2 separate regions of the Zea mays genome follow, and region 1 is linked to region 2. The links are chromatin contacts, called in public Hi-C maps. All regions are on one chromosome and are shown on one strand. The core of a region is the stretch at or near the end of the contact, and the rest is flanking DNA. Distances in the headings are between cores, read along the strand shown. Region 1 holds the start of LOC100285346 (RING-H2 finger protein ATL2L). Region 2 holds the start of LOC103626704 (protein CYPRO4-like).

Evidence for each region. A called contact is a pair of places that touch in the nucleus more often than the background predicts.
Region 1: a Hi-C map of tassel shows a contact between it and region 2, with 4 times the contacts expected there. The contact joins the promoter of LOC100285346 here to the promoter of LOC103626704 in region 2. A contact is called at or near these places in 5 of 25 Hi-C or Micro-C datasets (bundle sheath, ear, leaf and 1 more).

What each region holds. Positions count from the first base shown.
Region 1 is chr5:92,093,972-92,100,808 of Zm-B73-REFERENCE-NAM-5.0, forward strand. LOC100285346 (RING-H2 finger protein ATL2L) reads right to left here and starts at 1,522. Exons shown (of 1, transcript NM_001158238.2): 1 at 593-1,522. The coding sequence starts at 1,487. The coding sequence ends at 945.
Region 2 is chr5:91,877,018-91,884,572 of Zm-B73-REFERENCE-NAM-5.0, forward strand. LOC103626704 (protein CYPRO4-like) reads right to left here and starts at 3,735. Exons shown (of 2, transcript NM_001346849.1): 1 at 1,933-3,735; 2 at 1-400. The coding sequence starts at 3,600. The coding sequence ends at 119.

The DNA.
Region 1 (6,837 bases), core at 272-2,771, 210 kb after region 2:
ATCATTTTTCCAGTATATTATTAATCTTAAAATCAAATTTAATTAGTAATTAGTGATAAAGTTAAGTTTTAAATGGTTTCATGAAACATATTTTTTTCACGGATACGGATAGTATCGAATGTTTCATGGTTTTTTCGAATACGAATATGGAATCGGATAGAGAAAAGTACTATAAATCGAATTCGAATACATCCATTTGACATCTATATTGAAATCGAATACGGATACGGATATCCATATTAGCAGTTTTAGCGAATACGAATACGGATAATTCGAATCTCCAGACATCCATTTCCAGCCCTAATCCTGAAGGTTTCAGATCCTGAAGGGACAGACGGAGAGTCTGCAAAGAAGCTTTCAAGATGGAGTCCGCATGATACTACGAGCTAGGGTGCACCACTTGCATTGCACAGTTGCACTGGTTAAACGTAAACATGAGCTGCACAAAGGACATGTAAGGTTCATTGCACGGGAGCGATCTGAAAGGACGAGATCTTCAAATCACAGGCTCCGGTTTGGCAGCGGTAATCCAAAACGGAAAGACGACCAAAAGAAACAGTTAGCAGTTGGAAAATAAATGGGTCAATAGTATAATCATCAGTTCTAACAATTTCTCCAATCTTTCTACCTCACTGCGATACAATATCGTTGTACAGCACATTAGCACAAGTATCACATCAAATCCAATTCTGATGCTGGATCATCCAATTCTAATGCTGGATCCCAATGCAGCATGTAATGTACAAGTAACATGTTGCAATCCAAGGAGGAGTTTTGGCATTCAAAATAGCAAGTACTGTATCTGCGATGGTAAGGTTTCGTGGGTTCATTCTTTTCTTTCCCCCGCATTCTTCTTTACAACAGCCACCGCTCATATCGGCCTCCATGACTACACGACCAGGACGAAGGGCACGCGTGGGCAGGTTCGCGGCGTCGGCCTTAGCTCATATCGGGACGGCGACGGCGGCGCGGCAGACGGGGCAGACAGGCGTCCTGGCGAGCCACCGGTCGACGCAGGCGGCGTGGAACGCGTGCGTGCAGGCCGGCATCGCGCGCCACCGCTCCCCGGCGCGCGCGGCATCGAGGCACACGACGCACGAGGGGGAGGCGGCGGCGGTCTCGTCGCCGGAGCCGCCACGCGTGGAGGGGAAGGCGAAGCTCGGCAGGCGGCGGATGTCGACGGGCGAGAGCCCCGCGCGTAGAGGCGGCGGCGGCGAAGGGGCAAGGTCGAGCGACGTGATGCGGTGGTGGCGGCGGAAGGCGCGCGCGGCGAGGACGAGGACGAGGAGGAGTAAGGCGGACGCGGCGGCAAAGACGAGGAAGACCGCGAGCGTGGCCGCCATCACGGCCGCCTGCACGGAGAGCGATAGGAGGCGCGCGCCGGCGCTCTGGCGTGGCCCGCCGCCGGCGCGCCCGTGCTTGGCTTCTCTTCCCTGCCCCGGGGCGAGCTCGGGCATGGCGGCGCCGGCTGGAGCAGGCGTGGCCATTTGGATGGATGAGGCGATCGTCGTCCTTGGCTGGAATGGAATATTCTGCGGGGATCGGTGGAGAGAAGACGGGAATTGGAATTTGGAACGGCAGGGGCTCCGCTCGGCCGACCCTCCCCAATCACGGTATTTTGGCCGCGTTCGGTACGTTGGCGGGTTTGCCGTGCCCGTGAGCTCGACGCCTGTAAAGGATTTGTTTATTATTATTTAAACGAGTCAAAGTATTCTCCCTATCATTTATTAACTGCCGATATAGAAAACGTGTTGGATAAATTTTCTTTAGGTTTAATGAAAATTATTTTTAAGTTTAGCTAAATTTACAGTAAAAATAAAAATATTTATTAAGTAATTCGATTATAAAAATATATTTAAAATATCTATCTAATTCTGTTAAGTATTCATTATAAATATTAGTATTTTGTTATATATATTTAGTCAAAATCGAATACCTTTGATTTTTGGGAAGCTTGAGATTCACCAAAAATTTAATCAGATTCATTTTTAACCAAACATTATTAGCTTCACCATGGATCTTTTGCTCTAGATTCACCAAATTGATGGAGGACTGCAAGTATACAGTTCAACGGCCCTTCCATATCGCCAGAAATAAACGATAATTGTGACTCTACCCTCGCTGCCTCACTGGCCATGCAATTATGATTTTACCCTTTGTTTTTTAAATTTATGATTTTACTCATATGTTTGAAAATAACGCTACTGTTTGTCTCTCTCTCAACACTGTTAGTGAAAATCAGAATTATTAATTAAAAATAAAAAGTGAAAACAATAGATGAAAAGGTCCGAAATATCCTCCTATTTTGTACTGGGAAAACACCAACATGCGTAAAATCACAATTTTATAATATAACTATGGGTAAAATCTCAATAAATTGTATGGAGATTTTTGTCCTTTTGTATTAGATATAACTTTGTTAACTACACGTAATAGCTTATGAATATGACACACATTTCCTCCTAGAAATAACGATTTGTTCGCTTTTATTTTACTCCTTTCTTCTTTTCCTTCGTCATTGTCGCCCTTTGCTCTGATGCACCAGCGCAGGGAAGCCGCCAAGCCCCACTGGAGCCCAAACCGCAAGCGTCGATTCGCTCCGACGAGACCTCAACCCCGCGCGCCTAGCTCCCCCCACCGGCATGGGTGCGCTTGCGCTTGCACCTGTGCCCTGTCCCAACTCCCATGTGAGCATGGCTAGTCGCGCCCTACTGATGGTCGTGCCCTACGTTGACGCCCCCGTTCGGCCGTGCCCTGCCATCAGCTGGCCAAGCCTTGTCCCCGAACAGCTAGCCACACGCCACCCCATATCGGTCAGTCGAGCTTCTGCGGACTCGGATTTAAGGACAAATCCAGATGCACCTCATATGTGCGTTAGTATCAAATTTCACAATATGATGACTTACTGTATAGAAACCAATGTCACAATCTTTATTGCGTAACGAAATGTCTTTATAGAAATAATTGAATAAAATACACCGAACTAAGATAACTTCTCCACAGTCACGGTTGACTGGGAGACGATGGCCTAGATCACTCTGAACTCATCTTCATAATCCTCCTTTTATGGTACTTGTTCTTAAACTGTGTATCGATTATAGCAAGGATGAGCTTCCAAACGGTCATCGCTCAGCAAGTGTGGGGAAAAGTGTAGTGTAAGGCTTACCAAGAAATGTGACTAAGGCTAAGGCCCTGTTTGGAATTGTAGTGTTTTTGTAGTTTTGAAACAATACTATGGTATTTGATGATACTATAGTATTGTAACTCAAAAGGTGTTTGGTTTGTACGGTCAAAACTCAGTTTTATATACCATGGTTTGCCCAAAACTATGGTATTTTTGGAGTTTTTGAAACTCCACTCATGACCTCAGTTTTCTTTTCTTCTCTCTACATATACTTTGTTTTTCCAATAGAACCAAATAGATCTCGGTTTTGAGCAATACTGTGGTTTTACTGTGGTAAAATAATACCGTAGTATTTGTGTCATGTACAATTGTAAACTATGGTACCTCAAAACTACAGTATTTCAAAACAGCATTTCCAAACAGGCCCTAAGCATCCACTTTTAATTAAGTTGGTCAAAATTTTAGTTGCAATTACTAAGTACTCCCTCCATCCTAGAAAATAAGGCGCACATGTTTTTAGAAAAGTCAACGTTTTAAAACTTTGACCAACACTTTAGCAAAAAAACATATGTTTTTAGTGTATGCATGTTATATATTTGAATTCATATTCAAAAATACTTTAATATGATGTTTAATTTGCATTTGTTGATATCATATTTTAACATAAATTAACGGTCAAAGTTTCAGTTCAAAGACTTCTCCAAAAAAATATGTCTTATTTTTTGGGACAGAGAGAGTATAAGTGAATACCAACCCAATTATATAAAAGATCATATATAAAATTCCCACGTTGTAATGCATGTGAAATTAAGTTTAGTTTCGCTCATTTAATCATGTGAGTGTTCGCACCCATGCACCCCCACTATAATTACACATGCCCCTACACCATTGCCAAGCCCCTGCCCTCGCTTATCGACACCGCCAGGCTACACCTTTGTCCTCTGCTCGTGCTACCACCATCGTCGTAAGTTGTCGATGTGTTCTTGCATCTACAACCCATCGCCACCGTCGAAGTTTTATCGGGTAAGCACCGCCTTCAAAACCTATGCCCCAAACATCATCACAGTTTGCTCTCTCACCCATCCTTTTGCCCCGATTACTAGCATCCTTGTTGTTGGATTGCTGTCTGAGTTCACCACCTGCTGCAATGTCAAACCATCTCCAACGTCAATGGAAACCCCTGGTGAGTTCTCTGTCCAATATCAAACCTCGTGTGTCTGCAAGGTTGCCCTCGATAGTTTACTGACCTATTATTGTCGTGGTTCTGCACGGACCAAGAACAGCCACCTGAAAGTCACCTAGAGGGGAGGGGGGGTGAATAGGCGAAACCTGAAATTTATAAACTTTGAACACGCACTATGCCCGGGGTTAGTGTTAGAATTAATTCGGAGTGCGGAAGATAGTTCTCCTTGCTAGGAGTTGCTCAATCAATGTGGATAACTTTGGGAGCCAACTCAAATGAATATGAGCAAAAGAACTTTTAGAGAGAGGAAAGAGGGGAAACAAATCAAGTGGATATCAACACAAATGAACACAGTGATTTGTTTACCGAGGTTCGGTTCCGAAGAACCTAGTCCCCGTTGAGGAGGCCACAAAGGACGTGTCTATTCCAACCCTTTCCCTCTCTCAGTCGGTCACACAGACCGGTCGAGTGCTTCTTCTTAATCACTTGGGTCACTAAGACCCCACAAGAATCACCACACACTTAGGTGTCTCTTGCTTGCTTTACGAAACACTTCGAAGGTTTAGAAGGTGAAGAAGAAAGCACGATTACAAAAACCAAGCAACAAGAGCGACAAATAACACACGGATCATACTCTCTCAAGTCACTAAGCACTAGTGATCACTTGTCTTAATTGTGTGACTTGGAGAGTTTGGAAGCTTTTAATGTGTCTTGGAATGGATTGCTAGCTCTTGTATTGAGTGTGAATGAGTAGAGTGCTTGGATCTAGTGAATGGAGGTGGTCGGGGTTGTATTTATAGCCTCCAACCACTTCCTAGTCGTTGTTCCAATTCTGCCGACCGTGGACGGTCCGTGCCCCTGGTCCGGACGGTTCACCCCTGCACATCAATGACTGAAATCGCAACGGTCAGTAGTAACGACTATATCAACGGCTATAGAGCATTTAATGCGTCGTCAGATGTCAGATAAAGCACTCGTGGACGATCCGGCTGTGCACCCCGGAAGGTCTACGAGGACGCTAAAAATGAATTTTACCGAACCCGTCACCTTCGGGTTTTTCTGGTTTTACAACGACTGGACGGTCCGCGCTTGAGGCCGGACGGTCTAGGCTTGGTCTCGGACGGTGCTCGCTTCTCCGTCGGACGGTCCGTAGTGTTAACTTGTGTTTTTGCAATGTTCCTGTCCGAGGCTCACCCTGGTGTCGCGGACGGTCCGCCGCAAGGGCCCGAACGGTCCACACATATGTGTTTTTTTCCAAAAAGCTTCTCCTGTCCGGAATAATCTATGGTATTCCGGACAGTCGACTTAGAATAGTTATAGATGAACTTATGCACCTGAGAAATGATCAACTAGGCAAACTAGTTAGTCCATAATGTTTGTGATGGTTGTCAAACACCAAAATCGATTATAGGAAATGTTGAAGTCCATTTCCCTTTCAATCTTCCCCTTTTTGGGGATTGATGCCAACACAAACCAAAGAAAATATAAAGTGTAGGAATGTAACTAGTTTGCAATTTTGACAGATGTGCAAAAGTTACTTGAATTTAAACCAACTGAAAGTAATTTTAAGTATATATGATTGCTTTCTTCTAGTTTAACATTTAGGACCACATTTGCACCACTTTGCTTGTTTTTGCAAATCTTTCGAAAAAGTCTTTTCAAATTCTTTTGCAAAGAGCCAATAGTATGAGAGTATGATTTCAAAAGGCATTTTCAAGTTTTTGAAAATTCTCCCCCTGTTTCAAATGCTTTTCCTTTGACTAAATAAAAGCTCCCCTTGAATAAGTTCTCCCCTTAGGTGTCAAGAGGGTTTTTGAAATTGAAATAATTTCTTCCCCTTTGTGAAATAGTTTTTGAAAATTTGAAATTGGGTGATGGTGTGGTCCTTTTGCTTTGGGCCTATTAATTTCTCCCTCTTTTGCATTGATCGCCAAAAACGAAGAAACTTGAGAGGCCTTTTAATTCTCCCCCTTTGGGCCTATTTTCTCCCCCTTTGGTAAAATGATATGAGTGAAAGTTTATGAGGAGGGCAAAGGATAAGTGATACCGATAGAGTTGTAGTGGAAGCCTGCCTTTGCCGATCATACATTTCCCTTTCAATCTAAGACTAATCACAGAAATACTCATGGAAGCACATTAGTCTTAGCTTTGGCACAAGAAGAATAGGAAATATGCATTTGTACCAAAGAAAAGAGACATGGTCAAAGGCATATAAATGAGCTATGTGTGCAATGTTTAAATCAAAGTTCCGGGAATCTAAGATGTTTAGCTCATTCCTAAGCTTGCTAAAAGTCTTTTCATCTAGTGGCTTGGTAAAGATATCAGCTAATTGGTTGTGGGTGCTAACATAAGCAATTTCGATATCCCCCTTTTGTTGGTGATCTCTCAAAAAGTGATACCGGATGTCTATGTGCTTAGTGCGGCTGTGTTCAACCGGATTATCCGCCATGCGGATTGCACTCTCATTGTCACATAGGAGAGGGAGTTTGCTCAACTTGTAGCCATAGTCCCTAAGGGTTTGCCTCATCCA
Region 2 (7,555 bases), core at 2,485-4,984:
ACCCCAACATTAGAAGCAATCAACCGACCCTAGCAATCATGCTGAGAAGTTAGCAGCACGGAGCCAGTGACTGCTTGATATGCTGAAGGAGGTTGAGCTTCATAGGCGCAGCACAGAGCTAGTGACCGCTTGATATGCTGAAGGAGGTGACCATCATAGGGGTAGCCACCACCAGTGGAGCCTCCGGGGAGTCGCTGACCGAATACCTGTCGTGCATAAAGCGGCTGGCCACAATCGACTCGTCCTTGGGGATCACCTTGTAGCAATAGCAGGTCTTAAGCCCCTCCTGGTACTGGTAGCACTCGTGGTGGCTGTTCTTCACCTGCAAGAAGTTCCACACCACGCTGTACTTCCCCACCGTGGCCACTAGATGCCGCTCCTGCTTCCCGTTCTCTGTCACCTGCGCAATCATCGGATGAGGATCAAATGTCAACGAATGCTCATGCTGGTGGGTAATGGGTTTTTGTTAATCAGAGAATAGAGTTTGGGATATTTCTAGCTGCCGGAAATACATAAAGCGCTGAATTTGGCTGAATTTGGTGCTTAGAGAATTGGAGGGGATCCTTGGAGAGGAATCCTTCAATTTTGAATGGCAAACGGGTTCCTCCCCCATGGATCCTTTCCAATTCCCAGGACCTTGGTCACCAAACCAGCCCTAACATTTGATTAATAGTCCCTGCAGTCAGACACATATAGATCGCTGCAGCTTACTAGATACAGCTATGTTTCGTTAGCATAAAATTCTAGTTTATCTTAGAACCATAAATTTAAAGTTCACAGCATATTAATAGTTTCAAAACAGCTCAAACAACATGAAGGTTATTAAAACGGTAAAACGTTGGAACGCTCATGGGTCAAATTTTGAATTTTAAACGTCTAAACTTTGTTTAAACGTAGTTTTAAACAACACAGGAAAAATACCAATACATCATAATTTCAGACAATAATATGAAGCTAAATACCAAAATAGAGAGGTTAGTGGCTTACCAAAACTTCACCCATGAGCTGGATTGAATCTCAAAAGTAACTAATAGACTGGACCCAAAAGTAGCTAATGGTCTAAAATACATAAAACACTGTGTTTTACAGTTTAGAACGCTAAAACGTGGTTTCAACCTCTAATTAGAGTTTTGACGTATAAACGTAGTTTAAACATCGTTTAAACGTAGTTTTAATAACACTGAACATGAACCACTGAACGACACCCAAATGGTATAGGCATACAAGGTGGTTTCTTAACAATGCGTTCACCACATGCATGCACAGGTTATCAACCCCAAATTGGATTGTGGATCCGAGGTGCTCAGTAGTAAACTCAATCAAGAAACAAAGTTAGTGGGAGATACATGACTCTAGTAGTTTGATAATGGTGATCTAAATGATATTAGAATCAAAACTTAATTGAATGTGTTTAGCAGTATTATGCAATGTAACACTATTTTTCTAGCATACTAAATTTTCATGACAACTGAAACCTGGTAACCATTTGTAATAAGACTATAAAAAGCAAGACCCCTTAGTAGCATAGTAACTGACATGCATTGGTCAAGGCATCCTATAGTAGCCAATGTTTAACATTATCAGAAGAATGGCAGTATGGCACACAACAGCAAAACTGCAGATGACATGTACTAAAAATCAAGAATATAATAAGAATTAAACAGGGGGGAAAGCCTAAACATTATAGCCAAAGGCCAGATAACAGCATCTGCGACCAATATAATTTAACCACTTCTATATGTCACAGGATGAAGCAATAGACCATATAAATTGATAATAATTGCACATCACTAACTATAGCAGTTTAACCAATGCTGTCAGTTTTGATCACGCAGACTGCCAAAATGCTACCAAATAAGTGCATTATCGTTTGTATGGTGTACAATAGTAAATGTGACCAAATTCATAACAAAAGTGGCAATATATACTCACCCATGAGAATCTGCCCTCCCTGAACCTGCTGTTTGCTCCTGCTAGATGAGAATCCAGTGGGTTGAGCTTCAGCAGCCTTGGAGCAGCAATTCGGTTCCCCATTCTCCCACTAAACCCGGTCTTCTCCTTTCCATCTTTGTCAATGAAGATGGTGCATATAAGAATCAGGTATGTATCTGTTGTCCCAAGAATCCACTTCCCATCATATGTCACGTCGACATGGGTAATGGGTGAACCCAACCCAGGAAAGGCTGTCTTTGCCATCCTCATAGAACTCTTAGAATACAAGCGGATCTTCCCATCCAATGATCCAACAACAATCGAACCATCACCAGTTGAAGCGAAGCACTGGAAGTTTGTCCCCCGGGAAAACTGATGCCCCTGAGTCCATTGCAATACTGGCGACTCAGTTGCACTTGCCAAGTTCTGTACAATGCCCCTGCGATCTCTCATATCCCACCGGCACAACCGGTTGTCATCCAGTCCCAAGAAGGTGGATTCGGATGGATCCAACTGGGCACCTTTGCTATCATTCGTGATATCCCTCATGTTAATATCCGCTCCATCCTTCTCAAACTTCCATTCTGAAACCACCTTCCCCGTCTCGATATCAAATTGATGCACCCCCTTGGCATGTGGCTTTCCATCAGTGGCTGGGCTCATCAGGAGCATGTTAGTCTCGGCCCGCATAAGAAGAGCCTTTTTCGGTGTCGAGAAGTTTGTGCTCCCTCCAGAAAACTTCACGGACATGCCCTTGCCGTGTATCCCATGCTCGAAATTCCTCACGACCTCAATGCCTTTGTCTCCAACGAGGAAACTGTTATCCAGTGCGCCAAGCGCAAGACTGTTAATTCCGCTGCCTTCCTCAACAGGCTCCTCAAACTCGCGCAGATCCTCTAACAAAGGCTTCAGTACTGGTGTCCGCGGGGGCATCGGGCTGCCCTTGGGACCCGGAGAGAAGAAGCCGTCGGTGGCGTCCTCCCATATCGACTCGTCGCCGTCCTCCGGGCGCGCCCACGCCGCGAAGTCCTTCCCAAACACCTTGGCGCGGCCCTCGTCCGTGGCGGCGACGCCGTAGCTGTTCTCAAACATACAGCTGTGGTACTTCGCGCAGAAGTCACCGAAGCCGTCAGCGTGGCGGAACTTAAGCGCCCATACGCCGTCGGCGACGAAATCCACCCGACGCTGCGCGGGGAAGGTCTTGAGCTGCAGCTCGGGCCCGACCCTGGCCTGGATCTTCGAGCCCACGACGAGGCACCACGGCCCGCCGGCGGGCGCGTCGTCGTCCTCGTCGTCGCCGGTGCGTACGAAGGAGGCGGCGGCGAGGCTGTCGGAGACGATCCACTTGGCGGAGGGGGAGGAGCCGCCGATGTGGAGGTATAGCTTGACGGCGTTGAGCGCGGCGGGGTTGGCGCTGAGGGTGAGCCCGGGGCTAGGGTTCGGGGAGATGGGCTCGTTGTACTTGAGGTGGAGCTGGCGGAGGTGGCGGTCGATGGCGTCGATGGAGGCGGGCGTGGCCGCCGCCCCTGCGCCGCTGGCCAACTTGGAGGAGGCAGATGCCGGGGTAGGCGTGCCGTAGTCGGAGGAATTGTCGGAGGCCCGGGACTCGGCGTCGTCGGAGTCGGAATCGGATAGGTCGAGGTCCTCGCGGCTGTGCGAGCCCCCCATGGCGGCGGAGGCTGATAGGGTTTCGGCGAGGAGGTGAGATTGGGGGAGGGGAGGAGGAGCGTGCGGGAATTTGAATTTGGGAGAGGTGATGGGAGAAATGGGGCCCTTTGGCCGTTTTGCGCTGCGACTGCAGTCTGCAGGTTGGGGACTAGTGGGAGAGATCTGGGAAATGAATAGAATAGGAGACGAACGGCCGTTGCACACTTCACTGATTCAAAATTTTCAAATTGAAGATCCATAGCACTAGCACCGTCACTGACTCTTACTCGCACCAACTGTTCCATGGTCTGAACTCAGAGGCAAGAGATTACTTTTTTTTCTAAAAAACAGCTATTTCTTCTTATTAAACTGATGCAGCCTCCTCGCTATACATTGCGTCACGTCACCAAAAAAAATCATCGCCGTACACATGTCTCTTACCGCTTCATCTCCTGTGCTGTCCTAGATTGTATTAAAGAGGGGGGATCTTGACCACGTCTTTGTTGCCGCTTGCACGTCTTCTTGACGGTATCATAGCAGGAGGTGACGACGCTGTCGAGGACGACAGCGGCAGCGCAGCTGCTTCCATTGGCCTCTGCTTCGTCTGACTGTCGCTTTCTAAGGTAAAGAGATCTGTTGTCTTCATTTTTTTCCTTTTTTGTTGCTTACTGTAGCTTCCATGCGTGATTCATTCATTTCTCTGATTTTTACTTTGCAAAAACTCAATGTTAGTACAGCTATAACTTTTAGTTTCGCGTTGTACTAACCATCTACAACAGCAAGCATGCATGCTTTTTCTCCTTTTTTTCTAAAATATTTCAAACTCTATGTGTTTTTTTTCTAAAATATTGCAAAATCTAAGACAGTTTACTATCCACATACCTTAGCCTTTTGCTGCCCCAACCGAGAACCCCCATCCATTCGTCCGTACACTTCCAGTAAATATGTTTCTTTCATATTTGTGTATGCTGAATCCTACCTTTTTAGATGACGTTTTCTCTCATACAAAATGAGATTGAGATATAATATTTCCAAAGGGAAGGGAGATTTTTTTACCGCTAAAAAAGGTGAGTCTATGGTACAATATATTCATAGAAGGAAAGAGTTATTACTAACCTTTCTTCCTTTGGTCACCTGCAGGAGATACTCCATTTTTTATATAATTACGGATTAACTACTCTATTTTATCTTATTGGATTGGCTTCTGAAGGCATTTCTAATTCATGTTTAAAATACTATGGGCAAGAAACTTTTCTAAGTCTTTAATGTGTGTTTCCATGCTCCCTGCTCACTTAAAAGGATACTGTATGATTTTATATTGCAAATGGTCCTTTAAAAGCTATGTTAAAATGGATATTGCATAAAAGTTGAAAGTCCTTAATTGCTATAGTTACATTGCTATATCAGTCCAGTGTTTTGGCTTAATATCCACCTCTATCATTGCATCTATTTGGACTTGCATTCTAATTTTTTGATCTCTTTTTTATGCTCTATCTTTTCATATGTAGTTGTTTGTACTTTGGGGTCAGGCGCTCATTTTCAGGAATCGATTCTTCCAGCAAACAAGTCGTGTTATTTCTTAATGTCTAAGTGAATGCTACTTTCTTTCTTCTTTCAAGTCAGCAGCGAATCTAGCAAAAAATATTGTCGGTGTCATTAAGAGTAGCTTTACTATATTATACAAATTTTTATAAATTTTAACAGTGTTTTGCTAAAGGGTTTATAAAATTTATCGGGGTCGGCTGAGCCCGATAAACCCCTCTAAATTCGCCCCTGTTTCAAGTTGTCGTTACCTTTTAATTTGCCCCTATATAGGAGAGGCCGAAACCATTGAAATTAGCTACTACATTTGATGGTAATGCGAGGACACTTAAATTCTACTTGAAATCTACTGTAGACTCCAGTTATATAATATAAATAATCATGATCTTCTAGGTCATATGATATAGTGATTTGTGAAAGGGAATTATGCTTACACCTAGTTCCTAATTGATTTTAGTGGTTGAATTGCCCAACACAAATAATTGGACTAACTAGTTTGCTCTAGTGTATAAGTTATACAGGTGCCAAAGGTTCACACTTAGCCAATAAAAAGACCAAGAATTGGGTTCAACAAAGAGAGCAAGGGATAACCGAAGGCTGCCCTGGTCTGGCACACCGGACAGTGTCCGGTGCACCAGGGGACTCCAAGTCAAACTCTTCACCTTCGGGAAAATTCAGAGGCACTCCGCTATAATTCACCGGACTGTCCGGTGTACACCGGACAGTGTCCGGTGCTCCAGGAATGAAGCGACTCTGAACTCGCCAGCTTCGGGAATTCGCTCCGCTATAATTCACCGGACATGTCCGGTGTACACCGGACTGTTCGGTGAGCCAGCGGAGCAACGACTACTTCGCGCCAACGGTCACCTGCAGAGTCATTTAATGCGCGCCAGAGCGCGCATAAGTCAGGCACGCGCGAGACGGCGCACCGGACACTCTACAGTACATGTCCGGTGTGCCACCGGACATCCGGGCGGGCCCTGCAGTCAGAGCTCCAACGGTCGGAACCCAACGGCCTGGTGACGTGGCTGGCGCACCGGACATTGTCCGGTGTGCACCGGACTGTCCGGTGCACCATGCGACAGACAGCCTCCACCAAACGGCTAGTTTGGTGGTTGGGGTTATAAATACCCCCAACCACCCCACATTCAAGTCATCCAAGTTTTCCACCTTCCAACTACTTACAAGAGCTAGGCATTCAATACAAGACACACCCAAGTGATCAAATCCTCTCCCAATTCCACAAAAGCTTTAGTGTTAAGTGAGAGTGATTTGTTGTGTTCTTTTGAGCTCTTGCGCTTGGATTGCTTTCTTCTTTCTCATTCTTTCTTGAGATCAATACTCACTTGTAACCGAGGCAAGAGACACCAATTGTGTGGTGGTCCTTGCGGGGAAGTTTTGTTCCCGGTTGATTTGAGAAGAGAAAGCTCACTCGGTCCGAGAGACCGTTTGAGAGACGAAAGGGGTTGAAAAAGACCCGACCTTTGTGGTCTCCTCAACGGGGAGTAGGTTTGCGAGAACCAAACCTCGGTAAAACAAATCCGCGTGTCACACTCTTTATTCGCTTGCGATTTGTTTTGCACCCCCTCTCGCGGACTTGATTATATTTCTAACGCTAACCCGGCTTGTAGTTGTAATTAACTTTGTAAATTTCAGTTTCGCCCTATTCACCCCCCCTCTAGGCAACTTTCAATTGGTATCAGAGCCCGGTGCTTCATTAGAGCCTAATCGCTCGAAGTGATGTCGGGAGAACACGCCAAGAAGGAGATGGAGACCGGCGACAAGCCCACTACAAGCCACGGGAAGGCTTCATCGGAAGAGTCCCGCAAAAAGGGAAAGGGGAAGGAGAAGAAAGCCTCTTCCCACAAGTCGCATCGGAGTGGCGACAAGATAAAGAAGATCAGGAAGGTGGTCTACTACGAGACCGACACTTCATCACCTTCCACCTTCGGCTCCGACGCGCCCTCCGTAACTTCTAAGCGCCATGAGCGCAAGAAGTTTAGTAAGATCCCCCTACGCTACCCTCGCATTCCTAAACATACGCCTTTACTTTCTGTCCCATTAGGCAAACCACCAACTTTTGATGGTGAAGATTATGCAAGGTGGAGTGATTTAATGCGGTTTCACCTAACCTCACTCCACAAAAGTATATGGGATGTTGTTGAGTTTGGTGTACAGGTACCATCCGTAGGGGATGAGGATTTTGATGAGGACGAGGTGGCCCAAATCGAGCACTTCAACTCCCAAGCCACAACGATACTCCTCGCCTCTCTAAGTCGAGAGGAGTATAACAAGGTGCAAGGATTAAAGAGCGCCAAGGAAGTTTGGGACGTACTCAAGACCGCACACGAGGGGGATGAGCTAACTAAGATCACCAAGCGGGAGACGATCGAGGGGGAGCTCGATCGCTTCTGGCTTCGCAAAGGGGAAGAGC